Regions from separate parts of the Anser cygnoides genome. Here region 2 is linked to region 1. A link is a contact called in public Hi-C data. All regions are on one chromosome and are shown on one strand. Each heading gives the region's core, a stretch centred on a gene start, on an enhancer-like site or on the middle of the called end of the contact. The rest is flanking DNA. Distances are from core to core; before and after follow the strand shown.

Region 1 (3,684 bases), core at 138-2,637:
CTTTTGCAGTAATGTCTCTGTGAGGACTGAGCCAATAAATCACTGTTTATAGCTCTTCAGTAGTGTCTCAATTCATCTTTGCACTGGACTGCTAGCCGTGCATGCTCCATGACATCAGATTTTGGCTCTGGCAGCATAGCATGCCTTTATCCATGACAAATTGAACAGTGTTGATTTTTAATCAAAAATGATGTACTATCTTACCTTTTTACCCCAAGCAAAAAGGCTGTGGTCAGTGCAAATGCTGTTCTGTGAGCTTCTCCAAAGGGCAAACCTAGCAAAGCTGCAACTGGAAAGGATCATGAGGACACTCGTGTGGGAAGGGACCAGCTGCAGCTGTGGCTTTGTAAAGCCACTGTGCTTTTGTAGATCTTCAAGTAGTGTTACCCTCAGGTCCAGTCACACAGATCCACTTCTTTGTCAGTATTAATTTGTCAGTTGTAAAATTTGTAAGTAGTAAATCATTGCTAAATGATCTGGCAAAAACTTTTGTCTCCCACATTCCATGGTCACCTCTGGCCAGAATCAGTCTCTCTCATTAACCAGGTGGAAGGAGACAGTTACTGCTCCTCTCCTTTTCTCTTCAGGGTTATCTAATGCATGCATGCCCCTGGGCACGTACAGGGATTTCAAAACTTCCACAAGAGGCTGATTTGCTCTTTTCCCCAACTCAAATGCCCTGTTGCTGAACCAACCTGTGTAAGAACATCCCCAAATCAAATAATACTGTTGAAATTTAACTCTTCCTGATTTCACTGTCCAATAACTGGAAAGTGCCAGTGCATGCTCGGGAAGACCAACCAGGTGTACCTGTAGCTCAGTGGGGAGCTCTCCTACTAGCATTTCCTCATTTAAAGCTGTAATTTATAGCTGAACTGCCAGCATCTTCTCCCAGGATATGAAGTCCGACTTCTCAGATAGTGCATCGGCTCCATCCCACCAGTGTCACTTTTGCCTGTAACTGCTTGGGGCAGGTTTTTTTCCTCTGTTGCATTTACGAGAGCAGCAGCCATCGGATCAGGACCTCAGTCAAAACACAGTTTATGGGAAATAGCAACAGAGAGAAGTTATTCTTTGGTGAGGAGGAGCCTCACACAATTTGAAAGGCCCCAGGGGAAGCAAAATACAAAATTTCCCATTGAATAAAAAGTTAAAACGTTTTAATTTCATGCCTTTTTTTTTTTCCTTTCTTTCTTGTTCCCACAAATGAAGTGGATCAGCTGTCATCTGCCTGTGGAGACTTGCCCACCCATTCCTGGGATGATGAGTCCTAGTTCAGGAAGTGCGGAGCTCCAGCAGTCCTCACGTTGCAGGTTACGGGAGCTGGGAGATCTGCAACCTCTGAGACTAGCTGGGGTTTTCAAGGCTTTTCCCAGAGAGCCCCCAGCCCTGACCTTGGACGAGGGTGCCTGTGGCGTTTGCCCGTGATGCTGCCCCCACCCCAGGATCACTGCATTGCCAGCAGCCTCGCCGCAAGCTGGCTGGCAGCCAAGCAGGAGTCCGCCAGAAGTTAGCTGGAACCAGTGGATTTCCACAAAACACTTCAGTTTGCATAAATCAGGGTTCTCTGATCAAAATACATCTGGTGACAGGAAAATCCCTCAAATGCTGGTGTGGGACTGTTTACTATATCCCACGTGCACAATGTGCTTACTCTGCTATCTGGGAGGGGATATTGAGCCAGACGTCTGCCGTGAGCAGTGAGCAGTTGTCGTCTTCCCTATTTCTTCATGTGTATCCTATACACTAAACTGTTCCAGGCTGGCTGTTCAGATGCAGCTGCTTGAAACTTGTTCTCTAGAAACAGGAATATATGCAGGACTTTTTATTCAATTTTGCTGTTCCAGGTTTTTTTGTTGTTGTTTTTTTTTTTTTTTACAGCTAGTGAATATTTTCATCTTGCGCATTACCTGGCTCAAAGGAAAGTCCAGAACTGTTACGGTAAGCTGTAACTATGTGATCAGCATTAAATCCCAGCAGCTCATTCTCTGCTGCATTTAGACAAATGGGAGTGGGAGAATTTGTCTGCTTTATGTTGTAATTATATTCTGTTGTGTATTTTTGAAACTCGGCATACCTTTGCAGGTGTAATACAGAATATTGATTTGTGCTTACTAGCATTTCTATATGAATTTGAAAGAGCTTTCCAGTACTTCTTTCTTTTTTAATGGTAATGATGTTTGTGTTCTTGAAATAACTTTGGCTGCTCAGAGAGTTGAAGGTGATGATTGAATTGCAGGTTTACAGACAGACATAATTACACTTTTTTTTTTTTTTTGTATTTACTCTACTGTTGCTACAATTGATACCTGTTCCATACACTGCAAGCCACATTCTAGCTGTTTTGAAATCCTTTCTGTGTGTGGTCACTCCTAACATAAATGTAAATGTATAAATCCCATATTTTTCCTTTTATGGAAATATTTAAATAGTTTTTAATATAACAAACAGTATCTAGGCTTGTCTTAAATCAGCATGGACTCATTAATAAAAATGTGAGCAGATATTGCTGCAGTCTAAGCGTTCCTGGCCAAGCAGTTTCTCTGTTTTACTGCTTGCTCTTTCAGTGGGGGGAAGGGAGGTGAAATTCAAATTATTTGCATCTGCAGAGGAAAAATCAATTCAGCATTTTTTGATTTGATTTTATTTTTTAACTTAAAGAACTTCATTTTGGTTTGTTCGTCATTGGACCAAACATTGTACCATTGATAAAAGCATCCAGCAACGCACCTTTCAACACCTGTGAGATCTTTATGTAAGAGACACAGAGGCTGGGGCTGGGGCTGTTTGCATTGGTCATCCTGAGCCACTGTATGGGACATGCAAGGCACAGGAGAACGGCCCGGCACTGCTGGCCACTCCAAAGGCACCCTGTGCTGTAGGAAAACCATCTCCCTCAAGGGTAAATACTGTTTCATATCCAGGATTGCAGCTCAGAGATCAAAGGCTGGTCCATGATAATGATCTAGAGACTTTGCCCTTTCTCCAGTGTTTGCCAGCTGGCCTGCCAGGCACAGAGACTTCATGCAATGTCAGCTCATCCTGCTGACCCCGGTTGCCAGATCCCACTCATGGGGAGGCAAAAATGAAGCGAGTGGAAATTGCCAGATCCCCTGGCACCAAAGTTAGGGCTGTAAGCTGTACAGAATATCCATCTTCTACACTTACTGCTCCCACTGCACAGTGATCACACCAGAAGGACCTCTGCCAACGTCTCTGCTAAACTTTCCAGTACAAGACGTTGGATAGAGTTTAAAGAAGGAAAGGGAAACTTACTTTGCTTGTCCCGAGGGCTCAGAGGCTTGTGAAGGAAAATTCAAATTTAAAAAAAATGATGAAAAAGCCTTGAGGTTACTGTTATTTTCAGGTGGTCTGAAAGCTGAGATTGAGCACTGGCTCCAGCGGCTCTCAGTGCTGGATCCATCCACGCTCTGTACCCTGGGCAGGCTGCTGGGAAGTGCTCTGCCCACTGCAGGGCTGTGCCTGTGGGGCTGGTTTGCAGTGGGCTGCACACTGCCAGGCTTGCTTTCCCAGTTGCTGTGAGAGCACTCAGCATGAAAACTTCTGCTTTCATAGCAACTCTTTCATTTGTTTGTTTAATTCTGGATCAACTTGAAAATGATCTTGGAACTACTTACTGCTGTTCTGCGAAACCTGGTGGTTTAAACTAGAAAGATTAAAGCA
Region 2 (3,621 bases), core at 56-2,555, 630 kb before region 1:
ATAAAATACTTTCTACTTGCATTTTGTCCTCCTATATTTTCTTAAGACTGATTTCATCCTATAAAATTGAATGACAGCCGGTTAAAAAAACAGCAATTCTTTAACGCTTGTTACTGTGCTGGTGCATTAACAGCGGCAAAGATAGAGCAAGGCTTCACCCCCCATTTCCTATTAAACCCTCTCACGCATTCACTCTTCTTTTCCTCCTCCTAAGTCGTCGTGCTCGCAAAAGTGAGGAAACCAAAACTAATGGCAAACGCAAGGTACAAGGCGTACAGTAAGGGAAACTTTGTGCACAGAGCTCCAGTAAACAACAAACCCAGCTTCTTCAGCGCTGTCAGCGACAGCTTTCCTGATTTCCAGGAATCTGCCCCAAGACACACGCACGGAGAAGGCGGTGGGCTTCTGCTTGGATTTTTAAGACACAGACAGCCCCGGGAACCGAAGACAAGAGCTTAAAAGGTATTCGCCGCCCCTGTCAAACGCTGCCTTTACAGAGAAAGACGAGCGGAGTTGTACGCATCCCCTTCCCCCTGTCTCGTAAGACGCCGAGGACGCTCCGAGCACTGATCTCGCCAAAGCTTAGGCGATCTCCACCACGAAACGAAAGCACTGGGCTTCGGTACGCGGACACGAACGTCTCCGCGCCGGCCCGGCCGCCCGCGCCAGCCCCGCAGCCGCTCGGCAGGGGCAGATCCCCGCACGGCGCTGCCGGCACCGCCGCTCCGCCGCCGGGCGCTTCGCCCCGCGGGGCCCCCGAGCCGGTTACGGGCTGGGGCCGGCAGCGAGGCCACCCCGGCCCCGACCCCGCGGGCGAAGCGGCCGGCGGCGGAGCCGCGGTGCCGGCGGCGGAGCCGGCGGCGGAGCCGGCAGCAGAGCGGAGCGAGCCCGGCGCGCTGCTCGCAGCCGGCCGGGGGTCCCACCGCCACCCCCCCCACCCACCCCGGCCCGGCCCGCTCCTCACCTGCCGCCGCCACCGCTGTCACCGCCCAGCAGACGGCGAGGAGCAGCCGGCCCCGCAGCGCAGCTCCGAAGGGACCGGCGGGATCCATGGCTCCGCCGTCCCGGCCGTCCGAGCGCGCCCCTGACTCCCACTTCCCGTAGCGGGGGCCGGGCCAGACGGGAAGAGCCGCGGCGCGGCCCGCCCAGGTAACCCGAGCCGAGCGGGGAGCGGCCTCGGCAGGGCGGTGGCGGCCGCCCCGCCCCTGCTACCTGGGCCGCCCCCGGCCCGGCTCTGCTGCCCCGCACCCGAGGGTGCGGGCTGTGTCTGCCCCGCCGGGGGGGGGGCATCCCCTGCGGGGCCGGGCCCTAGCCCTTCCACTGCCCCCCACCTCCCTCCGGTGCCGCCCCTTGAGTCCCCCCCGCGCCCCCCCTGCCCGTGCTGGCGGTCTTTGCTGCCCATCGGTTCCTCAAGCAGCCCCGCCACCGAGCCACTTTTCTTGTCCCCGGCGCCTTTTGTGCTTCCCAGGGGCCTTCCCCAAGTCCCGCTACAGCCTTGCCACCAAGCCAGAACTTCGTCCGCGCTCCAGGCTCCCGAGCGCTGTCTGCGCATCGCTGTCTGGGGACCACAGGCACCCTGAGGCTCCAGGCTGTTTCCCCCGCTCCAGTGGCACCCCAACGTATGTCGACTGCACTCTCCCCCAACACCCTGCCACTTGCCCTCATGCCGTGCTCAAGGAGAAGATCCCTGGAGCAGTATGGCCATAAACTCTACAAGATCTCGTTTTGAGGGTCAAAGTAATTTTCCTTTTATGACCAGATCTATACTTGTCACCTACTATTATCGAAATGTGCCCAAGACATTAATATCCTCTCACCAGGAAAATGTTAGCAAGTCCCCTAGTAGTTCTCTTGATGTTACACCTAGTTATTCAACTCCCTGCCCAGCAGAACTCCCTTCTTCCCAATCCCTTCTGCAAATTCATGCCATTGCTAGAGTTCTCATCTGTACTAAACGCACATACTGTTCATTGTCTGATCTACTACTACTGAATCGTCTTTCTACAAACATCCCCAAACTTCCTCTGCTTCAGCTCTTTTGCAAGCACAATATGGTCGCTTGCACCATTGCTCTCATTTCTACTGGTGTAATATGGCAGCAGTTTTCCCAGATTTCCACAGAGGTGGAATATCACACGAGTGATCTTTTGACACATTCCAGGACAAGAAAAAAATTGGGATAAGGTGTTTTCTTCTGAACCTAGATTTTTGTGGCAGCTAGCAAGCTTGCTCCTAGTTGTCACATAAATACAGATATAAAAAAGCACAGAAGAAGCAGAAAGGAAACTTTGGCTAAATTTCAGGGCAAACTGAAATTAATTAGTGAAAATTACCTATTCCTAAGTCAACTGCACTGTTTGGTATTTACTCAGCTCTTCAAGGAGTTTTGCAAGAGTTCATCTGCTTTTTAGAGACTCATTTTAGAAAAAGGGAAGCAGATCTTTTTATAATAGGGTGGGGAATATCCTGTGTTAATGCTGTAAATTTTCTTTTCTGCCTGCTTGCTTTTGTACTCCTGGGAAAACAAGAGGATTTAGCAAATTTCCTAGTTGCTGCTATAAAGCACCCAAAGACCTGCAATTATAAACAAATGGAAAGTGTGACTTAAAGTTCCAGGACATGAATTTACATGTCAGGCTGTATAACTGCACGTAGCTGGTGTGGACTATGGTCGCTACAGATGACCTTCATTGACCAAAATTGATCTGAGACCCAGTGACCTCTCCCTTGCTTTCAGTTTCCTTGTTAATGCTTTCTTTCCTTCCTTCTTTCTGTTTTGTCCACTCCTGCTCTTGGGGGACACAGAGCCAAGCCCACATCCAATGCTTAGCATGCTTTTGGCTGCCTGCCCGTAGTTGGAGGCAGTTGAAATGTTTTTCACCGGCAGCCGTCTCCCTCCCCCCTCACTCAGCCTGTCGTCACTTTCCCCTCCCATGTCCCAGTGCACGGCAATCAGAGCTCTTGCCAAACCCTTTGATCCTTACCACCTCCCCAAGACTTCACGTTTCTCAATCTCGGTGAGTCCTGTCCTGCATCTTTCTGTTGCAAATCTCATGCTTCCTGATGTTCTTAGATAATACATCCATGACGCAGTGACAAACTCGTGACAGACACACCTGAGATATTTCTAAAAGACTACTGAATAGCTACTTGGCACATGGCATCATATTTGGTGTAAACTGGTTTAAGATCATACTGGTGATCTGCCCATGGCTGTGTGTTCTTGCGATTTCCACCCATGTTAAGATAGAGATCATGGGCTGTGTAGCAAGTCTGCTGATGCATTAAACAAACAAACAAACAAACAAAAAAAAAACACCATATATTTCTCTACATGTTCTCTAAATCAGATTAATAAATGAGTCTAATGTGTATGACTGCATGATCACTAGGTGCAAGAAGAGGCAGCAGTAATTAGCAGCGGGGGGGGGGGGGGGGGGAGTATGGGGTATGGGATTGTCCCTTCTGGGAGCAGAAGTCTTCAGTTGCTCCACGCTGACCACGAAATTCCTCCTTTATCATTTCTGATTTTGCAGCAACTTCTGTGAATACTTTAGATCTCACCTGACAGAATTACAGGCTCTTCAAAAGATGGCTGGGGTCAATTAAAAAAAGAGCTCA

What was found. A called contact is a pair of places that touch in the nucleus more often than the background predicts.
Region 2: a contact with region 1 is called in a Hi-C map of liver, with 6 times the contacts expected there. The contact joins the promoter of IL13RA1 here to the promoter of IL13RA2 in region 1. A contact is called at or near these places in 2 of 7 Hi-C or Micro-C datasets (both in liver).

Annotation. Positions count from the first base shown.
Region 1 is chr13:12,570,527-12,574,210 of Taihu_goose_T2T_genome, reverse strand. It overlaps IL13RA2 (interleukin 13 receptor subunit alpha 2), which reads left to right and starts at 1,387. Exons shown (of 11, transcript XM_067005378.1): 1 at 1,387-1,611; 2 at 1,882-1,941.
Region 2 is chr13:13,205,168-13,208,788 of Taihu_goose_T2T_genome, reverse strand. It overlaps IL13RA1 (interleukin 13 receptor subunit alpha 1), which reads right to left and starts at 1,305. Exons shown (of 12, transcript XM_048075648.2): 1 at 1,174-1,305; 2 at 1,090-1,171; 3 at 965-1,087. The coding sequence starts at 1,290.